Linked DNA regions of Macaca mulatta: region 2 is linked to region 1. The links are chromatin contacts, called in public Hi-C maps. All regions are on one chromosome and are shown on one strand. Each heading gives the region's core, a stretch centred on a gene start, on an enhancer-like site or on the middle of the called end of the contact. The rest is flanking DNA. Distances are from core to core; before and after follow the strand shown. Region 1 holds the start of TRPC3 (transient receptor potential cation channel subfamily C member 3). Region 2 holds the start of BLTP1 (bridge-like lipid transfer protein family member 1).

What was found. A called contact is a pair of places that touch in the nucleus more often than the background predicts.
Region 2: a Hi-C map of fetal cortical plate shows a contact between it and region 1, with 2.6 times the contacts expected there. The contact joins the promoter of BLTP1 here to the promoter of TRPC3 in region 1. A contact is called at or near these places in 2 of 14 Hi-C or Micro-C datasets (fetal cortex germinal zone and fetal cortical plate).

The regions. Positions count from the first base shown.
Region 1 is chr5:130,773,009-130,780,527 of T2T-MMU8v2.0, forward strand. TRPC3 (transient receptor potential cation channel subfamily C member 3) reads right to left here and starts at 4,692. Exons shown (of 12, transcript XM_002808420.4): 1 at 3,690-4,692. The coding sequence starts at 3,904.
Region 2 is chr5:130,966,016-130,973,534 of T2T-MMU8v2.0, forward strand. It overlaps BLTP1 (bridge-like lipid transfer protein family member 1), which reads left to right and starts at 3,559. Exons shown (of 86, transcript XM_078002230.1): 1 at 3,559-3,760; 2 at 5,203-5,289.

The DNA.
Region 1 (7,519 bases), core at 3,442-5,941:
ACAAATTAACTGCTTTTATTGTGACTACTTTTTGGCAGCACTTCCTCTGAAGAAAAACTAAACAGAATTTTTTTCTAGAAATCTTTCTCTGTTAAAGATAACATTGCTGAAAAATCTAATGATTTTGTGCATGTATGCCAATACGTACAAGGACTGATTCTTCTAACAGTAGAGTCATAAGTTTTTCTCTTGATCTTTTCAGTTTTTGCCAAGTGTGCATCGATGTTTCTCTTTTCTTGCTGCTTTTTCTCCCAGCCCTCTAAACAAAAATTTTTTTCCCTCAAAATCTAGCTTGGACTCCCTTTCTCTCTTCACACTCCTTTGAGTAATCTCATGTAGTCACACAACTGTGTAACAATTCCCATCAGACAGCTTTAAACTTGTATTTCCTTTTCCCTGCTTAACACCTCTATCAGAAATATTTGATCATTCACTATTCCTTTAAAAAGAAAACAACAACAAAAGAACTATCTGAAAAATCAGATCCTCACCTTTGCTTTTTTCTTGTCAACAATGGCATCAACCATCTTGGTTATCTGGGTCAAAAATCACTAAATTGTCTCTGATCCTGCTTTCTCTTTAAAGCCCTCATGGATAGTGAGTTGCAAAATTTCATAGATTCTAGCTGGCTTTTTTTCCCCCCCAATTTCTCCCCTTTCTATTCCACCAACACTACACTATTACAGAGCCTAATCTCAGCCTGGAGAGTTACAGTCATCTCCTAATTTGTCTCTTCACTTTCTATTAATTGTCACTTCAATTCAGAGTGGGTTTGCTCAAATTACTGCTACTTTAAAACAATCAGTGGCTCCCTAGTGCCTCGTTCTGGCATATAGGATCCTCCACACTAATGCCTCAAACCAACATGTCCAGCTAAATATCACTGCTCCCCTACACATATCTATATTCCATCCAAACCCAACTTATATTCCTTAGACACGCCTGGCATTGTGGGGGAAGAGAGGACTTGAATTAAGTATTTACCTTGTCTCTGCTTCTTGTCCTATCTATCCTTCAAGGCCCATAAAGGTTTCCTTGATTTCCCCACAACCTAACGTTGTCCTTCTCTTCTTTGCACTTGACCCTTTGTAACTCTTTGTATGTTTTTTTTTTGAAAACGGAACTGATTTTACTATAACTTACAGCATAATTGCTCATGCCCAGTCTCATTCCCACCATTCCCTCATGAGATTTTAAAATTCTTGAGCGCAGGAAAGTTGTCATGCTCATCTTTGTGGCTTGCTGTACCTAGCCCACACTTTGCAAATATGCATGCTTGAGAAACACTTGAATTGAGACTCATGAAAACTGCCTTCCAATACCTTTTTTGGAATTCATCAGATATATTGAACTGAAACATTATTAAAAAATGAGGCCATCACTACAATGACATATTACTTGGTCCTAGGTTTGCAACCAACTGGGATGAAGGAAGTCTTGGTTTGAATCAGTGGTTGAATCAAGAGTTCTATCAACAGGTAAAAATAATCTTGTTAGTGATACAGCAGGTGACAGTTTTCCTACCAAGTCAGTCTATTTAAAATTTCCACATGGAATAGGGGAGCAGGGAGCAGTGAAACCAGCAACAGAATTACCCTGAGAAATTATCTTGGTAAAGGTGGGATTGTATCCTCAGCATCCTGCCGAATTTTAAATTCAGCTATGCTGTTTTGTCTACTGAAATGACCCTGGGTATCCTTCTCGGAATCCATCCTAAGGCTGTCGTGTTCACTTTTAAACAACAATAAACACTGTTTATTAAACAGTGGCCGTATTCTCCTCAAAGGTGGAATAAACAGCTGATCTCTGTTACAGAGACCAAGCTAGTCTCTGATGTTACCAAGTGACAAGCCTGAAAGAAACATGAAGAGCTTGCTGCCCCGCCTCTAGAAGAAAAGTTTTTAATGTATATCTCCTTAAAAATGACTGGGTCTTCTTCTTGACCTCTACAAAATAAGTACACCACAACATTTACTTGTTGAATTATGTAAAGTTAGCAAACATATACAAAAGATGTTCTATTAGCAGTGAGACAGCAAATCTACAATAGAATTTGCCCCAGGGCTTTGTGTAACTGGCCTCAAATTTCAGAAGCAAAGTGAATAATCTCTGCTCCACCCTACTTCCTCAGATAAGAGTTCAGGTGTCTAATGGAAGGATTTAAGGTTTTTAAAAAAAGAAGAATTTTATAAAGGAACCAAGAAACAGCTAGGTTATAAAAACTAATTTGGCAAAAGGAAAAATGGACAATGTTTTAAAACCTTAGGGAGACTGGGAAGTGAGCTGGTGGCGCTTTAATCCCAAAGGATGTACCTTCCCTCCATTTCCTGGGCCGTTTCCATTCCATGCTTATCTTCAGCAATAACTGAACCATATCCGGATGAGTCGCTCATTTAAAATCAGAACTCTTCCCTGAGGGATCTACTCCCAGCCATTGATTGTGTTCCTGTGTTCTACGGGTAGGTGCAGCCAGACCAGGCGCAGACTCCGCGTGGGCGAGGCAGCGCGCGATCATGGGGTGCAGGGGTCAACCCGGAGGTCTCGGCCTCGGGCGGTGGGCCGCTCGCCGGCAGCAGGGGGCGCTGCAGAACCTCTGTCCCCACCCTGGAGAACCACTTCCCCGGCTCAGCCGGTCTGCGCCGCCCGCCACCATCCGACCCCAAGTTCTCTACCTAGTTCTGAGCGTTCTTCCTAAAAAAGACAGTAAGCCCTGCGGCATTCCCAGTGTACGTGACAGGAAAAATACAGAGCATCTCACCCTGTGAAACCGATCACCCTCTTTTTATCTTCTCTGCGTCTCGCACTGATTAAAAGCTGTCTCCAAGATTGGAAATTAAGAAAAGTTGCTCTTTCTCATGCATTAGCGCGCCGACCGCTCCTTCGTTTAGAAAGAGAGAGAGGGGGAGAAAGAAAGAGAAAAAGAGAGCCCCCGTGCCGGGGCGCGAGCCACTCCGCCCGGGAACCGCGGCCAAAGTTACCACTAAAACGGTTCCCTGGCTGCCCGATGCCCACTTCTTCCCTCAGGGAACCCTATAGGGCTTCAGTTCCAGTTTCACCCCAACTGTGCCTGAACCACAGACAGACGAGGCGCCTGGACAAACCTTCAACCCACACCCTGTATCGCACTGTCCCCTCCCTACTCCCCACTTCTCTGCCCCCGCCCCCGACGTCCTAGAGCGTCGGAGGGGACCCAAGTTCCCAGCGTGGCTACATGCTGGGACACCCGGGAGAAGTTCGGGGTTCAAGTGCGCGCCTGGGTCTGTGCACATCTTTTAACCTTCCTCGGCCTCCCTAGGTAAGCTCAGGACCCCGGGGTCCGTCTTCCAAGGGGTGCCCAGCCCTGGCGGCAGTCGTGCGAGCTCCTGGGCTCTAGGGCAGGGAGTGGCTGTTCGCCAGGATGCCGGTCTGAAGTCAGAGTGCCCGCCTGCGGGCTGTTCCGTGCGCTTGAGCCGGGACAGAGCCCCCGCCACGCACTCGGCGGCCCCAGTCCCTCCACCGCGCGGGACCGAGGGGGCGAGCCTCCGGCCGAGGGCTGTCCCGTCCAAATCACCCCGAATCGAACTGCCCGGCCGTACCATGTGGGTCTCGGAGGTCCCGGGCACGTCGTGGAGCCGCCCGGCGCGCGCTTTCCCGCCCCCCGCCCGGCACCGCCCTCCGAGGCGCGGGCCGCGGCCGGGCCCGGTACTCACAGGTCCGGCCCGTGGGAGAAGGGCGGCGGGCAGTAGCCGTGCGACTCCCGCTGCGAGGGCGCAGAGCGCGGCTCCAGCCCCCCGTTGACGCCCCTCCAGCCCCGGCGGCGGCGCTGCGGCTCCGCTCCCTCGTCCTCGCCCTCCTCTTCCTCCTCCTCCGGCGCGGGGAAGGTCACCCTTGCTTGCTCCTTGCACTTCCTGACCTTGGTGGACATCGCGCCAGCTGCGGTCCGGGTGTGGGGGTACCAGCTGCCGGCCTCCTCCACCTTCGCGGCCGTGCGGTCTTCCCGGGGCGCCCCTTCCCCACCTCCCGCGGCTTCCGCGGCCCCGGGCGGCCCAGGGCGGGAAGGCAGGAGCGGAGAGCGGTGCGGCCAGCGATCGAGCAGTTAGAGGCTGGCGCCGAAGCCGAGCTGCCGCCGCCCACCATCAAAACGTGGGAGCAACCGCCGCGGCCGTGGCTGCGACGAGGAAGCCCGGGGCCGAGCGGGGCGCTGGTGCTGGGAGAGGCTCTCCAGCCCCGCGGCGGCGGCGATGCCTCCTCGGCGCCTGTCTCCTGTCTCCGACAGCATCACTTGCTAGGACAGCATCGTTACTCAGGGAGAAGGAGAGGGAGGGCGGGAGGGGGAAGAGGAGGGGGAGAATCAATTCCTTATCAGACAGAGCTGGAGAGGAAATCAGACAGACCGCAGGTGGGGAGTAAAGAAAGCAGAGAAACTTCCCCTCCCCACTCGCCTCTTTCTCTTCCAGAGGATCTAGGGCCCTTTTTGCATCTACAGAAACAAGTTTCCTAAGGAAGGGGAAAGGAAATCCACTGGCTTGTTAATTTTCCTGCAGCCAACTCTCCAAATTTGTTTCAAAAAGCATCACTTGTTCGTTGTGTTACGCCCAGTGAGACTTGGTTGAACCTACGGAGGTTTAAGTACATTGCCCTCAGTGCCTTCGTACTCCATCCAGCCTGGTAATGTTTTAAACGTGCCTGATGCTTCGGTTCTTTTAATGAATCTCAAAAGCATCTAATAAGATTTATATACTTTCCAAGGAAGATTTTTCAGCGACATGCAGTCTTCTTTTTAAAACACACGCAGAAAAATTGCATTTTGGAATTCAAGACCAGTCATTCTTTTGGGAGGAAAGAGTTACAGAATCTTAGCAGGAATCTTAGGAATCAAGGAGTCTATTGGTCCTTTTATGAATAAGAAAGCCTTGGCCTAGAGAGACTGAAAAAAGTACTTATGATAGGTGGGTAGTGAGAAAACTTAGATTAGATCCGGAAGAGTGTGTTCTCCCAGACTTTCTCTTGCTTCAAATAGACGGCTTTCCAGCAAGTCCAACTTGGAAAAATCACAAAAATACTGGACACGCTCTGATGAGATAAAATTTATTTAACTGTATCCAATTATACTGTACTTTTTAGAGGAACAGTTCTTCCCAAATTTAAGCAAAACACAAGAAAATGTGGCTTCTTTGAATTTAATTCTTAAAAAGTAAGTAAAATATTGTGTATTAAATTGGCAAGTCTATATGTTGAAAGAAGCAATCATTTATACATCTAATACAGGAAAAACAAAAACAAGTAAATATTGTATAGTGCGTTATGCCTGGAAGTGCTTTTCAGTTGTTAGTACATAAACAAGTGTTAACATTTTCACAATGTAGGTTAGCAGACCTGTTCAATTTCACCTCTGGACTATCTCTAAAGCAGGACTGCCCTTCTCCACCCGGTACCACCGCCTCAATTCAGGCTCCCCTGCTTCTCCCTGCTATCCAGCCTTTCTGCAGCCCACCTCTCCCCATACTGTTTCATTCTTTGTACTACTGGAAAGACCATGCTCAAAGCAAAATCTGATCACGACTTTTCTTTCTAAAAATCTCTGGTGGCTTCCCACTACTTTCAGGTTAAAATCCAAATTTTCAATCTCTCCTCCCACCTTCTTTCATACACATTCTAACTGCAGTTACCCCAAACTCTCAGTCATCAACTGACATGCTAGATACTTTCCCATTTCTCTGTGTTTGTCTATGGCATTCCTGTCACTGAAATGTCTCTCTTCATTCATTTGCCACACTTTGACTTTTCCTTAGAGAACTAGGTTAGCTGTGGCCTCCAGTGTGACAGCCCTCTTGGGTCCCAGTGGATTTCCCACAGGCTCTGGTCCTTACCCACACTATGTATACCACAGTCTTACCAGTGATCACACAATACTGAAATTCACTCTGTATGTGCCAGTTTCCTCTAAACTATGAATCCCTTGAGGGTGATGTGGGATCTTATTTATTTTGAGCTACTCAGGGGCTCATCTTTTTGTCCTTGCTATTTAGCTCAGTATCTGATATGCAGGACAAGCTAAATAAATGTTTGTTGGATGAATTATTAAGATTGTAGTTTCTTTATAATTACATTAATATGTTTATAAACTGCTGCCTTAGAGGACTATGGATAGAAGCTCTATACCAATGCTGGAGTCACCAAGGTTTACTCTTACACAATGCCTTAGTCTCCTGGGGCTGCCATAACAAAGTACCAAAGACTGGGTGGCTTAAACAACAGATACTTAATTTCTCACAATTCTGGAGACTAGAAGTCTGACTTCAAAGTGTTCACAGAGTTGGTTTCTTTTGAGGCCTCCCTTTGTGGTTTGTAGATGGCCATCTCCCTCTCTTCACATGGTCTTCCTTCTGTGCCTGTGTCTTGATCGCCTCTTCTTATAAGGACAGCACTCATATAGAATTAGGGCCCACCCTGATCACCTCATTTTACTTAATCACCTCTTTAAAGACTCCATCTCCAAATACTGGCCCATTCTGAGGTACTGGGGGTTAGGACTTCAACATGTGAATTCTGGCAGGACACAATTCAGCCCATAACAGAGGAGAACTTTCTGATCTCAAAAGGAATAGGAGAAACCACGAAGAAAAAAAACAGGCATGAAAAGCAAACACTTCAATGTATGAAAAAAAATTTAAAATATAAATACAGTTATCTGTAAGAATTCCTGCTCAACAGTGTCTTCTTATTAGACACAGTGTAGAAGTTAGACTTAGCAATTTTCTGAAGGTAGCAAGAGCACAGAAACAGGTAAAGCGTTCCTAACAGTGTACATTTCTTCCCCCTTCTTGAGAGCAGAAGTCCTTGGCCAGGCGCAGTGGCTTACACCTGCAATCCCAGCACTTTGGGAGGCCAAGGTGGGTGGATCACCTGAGGTGAGGAGTTAAAACCAGCCTGGTCAACATGGCGAAACTCCATCTCTACTAAAAAAAAAAGTGCAAAAATTAGCTGGGCGTGGTGGCAGGCGCCTGTAATCCCAGTGCAGAGGCTGAGGCAGAAGAATTGCTTGAAACTGGGAGGCGGAGGTTGTGGTGAGCCAAGATCGTGCCACTGCACTCCAGCCTGGGCGACAAGAGCACAAGAGCGAGACTCCAGTCTCAAAAAAAAAAAAAAAAAGTAGAAGTTCTCCTATAAATGCATTTGCTTGCTTTTTAAAGCAGCCTTAACTGATTAATTTTGTTACCTGCATAAATTAAGAAGATATGAGCTGCATATCAGAACAATCAACCTCCCCCAAATTAGGATCCCCAAACTTATAATGTGGTAATTAACATTCTAGTGCCTTTTACACAGAACTTATAATGTCCCATACACTGCTTTTCGCTAATGCTTGCTGTTCTCTTATAGTCCAAGGGGATCGCAGGCAGTTTCCTCACTTAAAACATATGTTTTGAAAATTTCCTCTAGTCAGAAGTTTGGAACTTGTACTGGTCTGTTCTCATGCTGCTGATAAAGACATACCCAAGACTGGGTAATTTATAAAGGAAAGAGGTTTCATGGACTC
Region 2 (7,519 bases), core at 2,309-4,808, 190 kb after region 1:
CGAAACTATACAAATCCTGGAAGACAACCAAAGCAATACCATTCAGGAAACAGGTACAGGCAAAGATTTCATGAAGAAGATGCCAAAAGCAATTGCAATGAAAGCAAAAGTTGACAATTGGGAGCTAATTAAACTAACGAGCTTGTGCAGAGCAAATGAAACTATCAACAGAGTAAATAGACAACCTACAGAATGGGAGAAAATTTTTGTAAACTATGCATCTGACAAATGTCTAATATCCAGCCTTTATAAAGAACTTAAATTTATAAGAAAAGAGCAACCCCATTACAAAGTGGGCAAAGGACATGAATAGACACTTCTCAAAAGAAGAAATACATGCAACCAACAATGATATGAGAAAGCTCAACGTCACTGATCACTAGAGAAATGCAAATCAAAACCACAAATGCAAATCAAAATCACATCACTCAAAATGGCTATTACTAAAAAGTAAAAAAAAAAAAATAACAGGTGCTGGTGAGGTTGCAGAGAAAAAGGAACATTTATACATTGTTGGTGGGAGTATAAATTAGTCCAACTATTGTGGAAGACAGTGTGGCAATTCCTCAAAGACCTAGAGACAGAAATACCATTTGACCGAGCAATCCCATTACTGGGTATATAACCAAAGGAATATAAATCATTCTATTATAAAGACACATGCATATGTATCTTCATTTACAGCATTATTCACAATAGCAAAGACATGGAATCTACCTAAACACCTATTAATGATAGACTGGATAAAGAAAACGTGGTACATATATACCACGTAATACTATACAGCCATAAAAAGAATGAGATCATGTCCTTTGCAGGGACATGGATAGAGCTGGAGGCCATTATCCTTAGCAAACTAACGCAGGAACAGAAAATCAAACACCGCATGTTCTCACTTATAAGTGGGAACTAAATGAAGAGAACACATGGACAAACAGAAGGTAAAAACACACACTGGCGGCTATGGGAGGGTGAAGGTGGATGAGGGAGAGGATCAAGAAAACTAACTAATAGGTACTAGGCTTAATACCTGGGTGATAAAATGATCTATACAACAAACCCCCATGACACCACAAGTTTACCTACGTAACAAGCCTGTACATACACCCTTGAACTTAAATAGAAGTTTAAAAAATAGAGCTTTTCAGTGGCCAAAATTTCCTATGTTGTTTTCCTTTTTAAAAAATCACTAGACCACACAAACAAACCTGTACAAAATTGTTTATAGTAGCTTTATTTGTAATAGCCTCAAACTGAAAACAACAAAATATTCCCCAATGGGTGAATGATTAGACTGTGGAACATCCATATATTGGAATACTACTCAGCAGTCAAAAGATCACACTTATTGATATAGATGACAATTTGGATAGAGTTCAAGGGAATTATGTAGAGTGAAAAAACCCTGTCCCTAAAGGTTACACACTGTACTCTTTCATTTATATAACATCCTCAAAATGATAAAATTACAAAGATGGAAGACAGATTAGTGGTTGCCAAGAGTTAGAGTTGTTATATGGGGAGGGAGGCAGGTGCATCTATAAAGGGGTAGTAAGAGGGAGATCTTTGTGGTGAGGTCTGTATTGTTTATAGTGATAGTTACATGGAATTACACACGATAAAATGAAACAGAGCTATATACAGACAATGTACCAATGTCAGATTCCTGGTTTTCTTACTGTACTATAATTACCACAAGATGTTACCATGGGGGAAATTGGGTGAAGGGTACATGAGACCACTCTGTATTATCTTTGCAACTTCCTGTGAATCTATAATTATTTCAAATAGAAAGTAAGATATAAAAAATCATTTGAGGGCTTTCATCATTAGAGAAATTCTTACTGGATTCAATGGAGGCAGTTTCTTTGGGATCCTTACTTTAATGACATGCTAGAGAAAAATGAAAAGTAGGTGAGAGACTGGAGAAGGCAGTAAGCCTTGCCGTGCAAATTTAGTGAGCCATATGAAATGTCAGAGAGCATATTGATTTTCACAAGACTAAAGGCCTTTAGAATAGAGGCTTCTAAAATAAATAATTCATTTATACAATGTCACCTAATGCATAGCTGTAGTTACAGGGTGACTCTTGATCATAGGGATGGAAAGGAAGTAGAGGCAGAAACTTTCAGATTCCCACAGTCCCCTCACATGGTTACAGAAAGGCCATAGTGAACTTCCTTCTCTCCTCTCCCTTCAGCTACAGTGCAACTTAGTTTCAGTTTAGTTTTTGATCTGGGGAACTTGAACCATCTCTAGGTAATTTCTAGTCCAGAGAACTTGTACTTGCACAATGTCCTTCTTGGGCAAAGTCCGAAGTTTGGCTGTAGCAAATTTGAATCCTTGTGCGGGTTCCCTTATTAGAGAACAAAGATTAAGAATGACTAGAAATCTTCCAGATGTTGAAAAAGACAATTGAAATTAATTTCTTCGTAGAGGGGCAGAAATAAACTCTAAAGAGTTAATTTACATAAGGCCAGTGTCCAGGTAGCAGGAGGAAGTAACTAACACAGTGCACGCTTTTCTTCTTTTGGTTTTCATCCAGTCCTTCCATAAACCACTTCTGTCTGGGCCTCTATTTCCTTATATGCAATAACAGCTAATTGTGGTATCTCCTGTGTTTTCTGGCATTATCTTAAATTTGGTTTCATATCTGTTCCTTTTGAAGTGAGAGTGGAACTGCCACGTGGAAATACTAAGGTTGTAGTAAGTACCTCAGCAACGGAAGGAAGTCAGAACTAGAGATTTAGACATTTAGAACTTGAGTGGCAGTATACAGTAATACTTTGGAGCCACATTTCTTGGGTCCAAACCCTGGTTCTCTAGCAAGTTATTTAACCTGCGTCTTAGTTTTTCATTTTGTGAAATGGAGATAAATGGGGATGAGAATAGTCTTACAGGATTTTGGGAGGATTAGTCAATAAGCCCTGCTGAACACTGTTTACTATTGCTAGTATACTAGTGTTTTCCACTTTTCTCTCCCTGATAGTTTGTATATAACAGGTGCGCAGATAAATATCGGCGACATGCCTCTAATTCCAAGAAATCGTTTGCCTTGGTTGACCCGCTAAATAATATTAAGAGCCTTTCTCTTTAAGAGAGCAGCAAATTACTTTTCATTAATATCATCAACATAATATTAGTCTTAGTTGAGAGATTCAGCGTGGCAGCATTTCACACAATCGAGCTTCCTTATTGATCATGTCATAAAAGCATTTCTATTTCGTAAGGACTCAGTTCACGTCATACACCCATCTGATGCTCCTTTTTCGTTAGTCTCCTTCTCCTAAGTGGGCTTATCTGTCTCCTGGTATCAGGAAGGCACTAACTTTTCCTTTGGATTGTTAGGGTAGCAAAGTGACTTTCAAATTCAGCGTTCTGGCTCCGTCTGCAGCCTGGGGAGGAGGAAATGGGGCGGGACGCCTTCGGATTCCTGGGCAGGGCTTGAGTGGCGTACCTCGAGGCGCCGGCGACGCTGGCGTGTGACGTTACTGCCTGACGCAGGCGCAGTGCCGCCCGGCCTCGGTTGGGTCCCCTCCCCTCCTCCTCCGCCCCCTTGGGTGTCGGTGGCTGCGGCCAGGGTCTGGACCGGGGCGGCGGGCCCGGGCGGCGGGGCTAGAGGGTGTGGGCACCGGCAGAGCTTCGTAGGCTGCATCCGGCTCGGTGCTGCTGCCGCCGCCGCCCCTGCTGCCGCCCAAGGCCCTCGGCGTTCCGGGCAGAGAGGCCAGAGGGATTTGGGGCTGCAGTGGCACACGCCCAGGTGAGGGGATGGGCCGGGCCAGGCGGGGTTGAGGTCGTCAGCCCGTTTTTCCAGTGTCTCTGGAACTCGATCAACCTGGTTGGAGTCCGAGAGCTTTGGCTTCGTCGTGGCTGCCTGCTGCGGCGGCCACTCTGTCATATTCCTTTGCCATCATTACCTGCAGGGCTGGCACCTATAGACCGGGGGTTGGAGGTCAGTGAGAAAGTCTGGAAGGGCCATGACAGTCGGATGGCTGGGGACTTTGATTCAGGAGCGGTTCCTGCGGGTGATGGTAAGGTGCTCCACTTGCTGGTGTGTGGACTCGGCGGGAAGGACCAGGACCGTGCACCCGCAGGCTCGGACTTCAGCCTTGCCAGCTGCACTGGGTTGTGGTAGACCCCATGCTGCTTAATATAGGGTCGGTTGACCGAGGGTGGGGAAACCTTGGAACAACCCCCGCTTTCTTCTCCAGGATTGATGTGTTTTGTATTCTGAATTGGTGCTTGCTGCACTGCACTCTGGAAGAGTACGTTTCAGCAGAATTTCCTATTGGTCAAAGGAAGGTGAAGAGAAGTTGATTTTCCTTCCGGAGAGTATTTGTTGTTGTCATTTTTTTACCTTCCTCTTGGCCTTAGTGTTGACGTTTGTTAAAGGTAAAAGTTCATGTAAATTTCCTCTTTAAGGAAATCATGGACTTTATAACAGTCTAAGCGCCTGTAAGTTTCAACCAGTTTAGTGGTTGCTGCTTTCACCCTGTGCATAGCAATGAACTTGTTTTATTCCAAGTTAAATATACAAAGTATAAAAATAGATGAATACCCAGAATACTTTGTTTTGTAACTCTTGAGTGGTACATATAATTATGTGCATATATTATCACATTTAATCATAACAATCCTATAATGTAAAGTCTACTATTCCCATTTTCTAGATGAAAGAACAGAATAGACCTACAAAGTAACATGTTCAAAGTCAGAGCTGTGTCTGAAACCAGGTAATCTGACTCGTTTGCAGTCCCTTAGTCAGTATGCCATACCAACTCCCAAGCACCCTGTGATTTTGCAGGATTTTCATTTGATAAAAAGTATGCCAGGAAGGACATTATGGCACTGTTTCTGCCAGCAAGGACCCAACAGTTTGATAGAAACTTTTTCAATGTCACATTTTGAGTATGTTTTAAACATAGGATTTGATCTCTAGGACCTTGGATTACCAAACTCATGCTCTTAAGTACAGTGGTTTTGGGACCTTTGGAAGGCTTTAATTTGGAAGTTGTAGTCTTATTTTATACTTAGGCGTATTTCTTGTTTGGAAACTTTAAACAAGGAAACGTAATATTGGACTAAAAGAGTTTCCTCCTGTTTGTGCATGATTAAGTAACCAAATCATATAATCCGAAATAGTTATGCTGCCCATAAAGCCAGAATACCTTGTATAATTGGTTAAAATGCCATTCTTTCCAGGTTTAAGATGAAACGCTGCAGAAAGGCCTTCTGAAGAAAAGGAGAAGGAAAAACAGAACGTTGCAAACTCTGGAAATAAAAACGTGGGTAAGTATTTTTGGCTAAGTTTTAAAAAGGTCAAATTTTCAGTTAAAGCTCAGAGAAAAATCTTCTGACTTTCTTTTTTTTTTTTTTTTGAGACGGAGTCTCGCTCTCTCTTTCGCCCAGGCTGGAGTGCAGTGGCGCCATCTCGGCTCACTGCAAGCTCCGCCTGCCGGGTTCACGCCATTCTTCTGCCTCAGCCTCCCAAGTAGCTAGGTCTTCTGACTTTCTTTTTCAGTTGTGGTTTAATCTGCCTATATTGCTGGGGAATGGGGGTGGGGTGGTGGTGATATGTAATGTAATCTGTTAATCATTTTACTTGACTTTTGAGCTATTGATACCTGATTGACAATTAACTCATGTGCTTAACCTGTGCACTGGCAGGAGAAAGCAAGGAAATCCTTTGCTTAACAGGTGTCAAAATTCTGTTCTCTCTTTTGCCTGCTCTTTAATCTGCCTATGTTTGTAAAGTGTTTTTAATAAGAAATTGAGAAAATGAAGAAAAGTAGTTGACTTTTGGTTTGTTTTTCATAGAATATTGTGTATGGCTGAACTCAAGGTTTTTTTTATGAGTTCTACAGAGAATAATAGAAGACATGATCAAAGATGATTAAGAAGCATTGTAATTCATTTCATAACTAGCTATTGAGTATCATATGTCAGACATCCAGGCTTCCGGTAATAGAGTAATGGTCTTCATGGCCCTGGAGAGCGCTACAGTAGTGCATTTTCTCTTAGAAGGTAACATTTTTGTGAACTGATATATTTTCTTTATTTGATAAGCAAGTATGTTTTTGGTTTATGTAGAAGACTAGGAAGTGAGCATTACTCATATAGTAAGTGTATTTATAATAAAAAATTTCGTATTATTTTAGTTGGTAAAGCAGGATTCTGTATGAGTGCTGCCTTAATGTACAGTGGGAAACTAGGGTTTTTTTTTTGTTTTTTTGTTTTTTGTTTTTTTTTTGAGACACAATTTCACTCTGCCTCCCAGGCTGGAGTGCAGTGGTGCAATCTCTTCTCACTGCAACCTGTGCCTCCTGGGTTCAAGTAATTCTCATGCCTCAAGCTCCTGAGTAGCTGGGATTACAGGCATATGCCACAACGCCTGGCCAATTTTTGTATTTTTAGTAGAGACCGGGTTACACCATGTTGGCCAGGCTTGTCTCGAATTCTGATCTCAAGTGATCCACCCGCCTCGGCTTCCCTAAGTGGTGGGATTACAGGTGTAAGCCACTGTGCCTGGTGAAACTAGGATTTTTGTAGACTTTATTTTAGCATACTGTATTTCATGTTAAAGATAGTGACAGAATTTTAAATTTTTATGGGAACTTAGCAAAATTAATATTTTAATTTGAGAAAAATTTGAGGAGCTTATATAGAAGATACATGGTCAGATAGGGAACTGTTTAGGTGATGAATTGGAGGGAGGTGAGCTTTGAAAACTGGTGACCAGTTAGAGGCTATTATAATTATCCAGGTGGGAAATGAGAACTACAGTGCAAATTGGAATTAAGAAATGGAGATGGATTTAATAGATGTAAAGGAGGTAGATGGATAGGATTTAGTGGGCTTGAGGGAAAATGAAGTCAGGGTAATTTCTAGCCACCATCATCTTTATGCATATATTAATGTTTAATAAATACTTTTGGGATGCTTAGAATGAATTCTCTGGTTTGGGAAGCTGAGTAGATTCTGGGGCCCTTTACTGAGGTAGGACGTATAGGAAGAGCAGTAGATTGGGGAACATGATTGGAGATGAGTTCAGTTTGATCCATTAAATCTGAGGCATCTGTGACTTCTAAGAAATGTCATTAGGCAGTTGTATATATGGATCTGAGTTAAGCAGAATACCCAGCTTGAGATGTAAATTTTGGAGTCAAAATTTAAAGTTAGTTAAAAGCAATGGCAATGGATGAAATCACTCATGGGAAAATGTAGAGTGAAAATAGAAGAGAAATGAGGATGGAGAACAACAGCATTTAAGGGTGAGGCTGAAGAAAAATACGCCTCAAAGGAGTGGGCAGGGAAGTAAGATTGGGCAAGAGAGTCACAAAAGTCAGTGGAAGAACCAAGTTTAGAGAAAAGGAATGAATATTAGACATCTATAGACATCAAATAAGGTGAGGACAACTAAAGTATCCATTGGACATATCACTTAAGAAATTGTTGATGACCCGAGCAAGAGCAGTTTTACAAGTAAAGCTAATTCACACTGGGTAAGGGATATGGATGT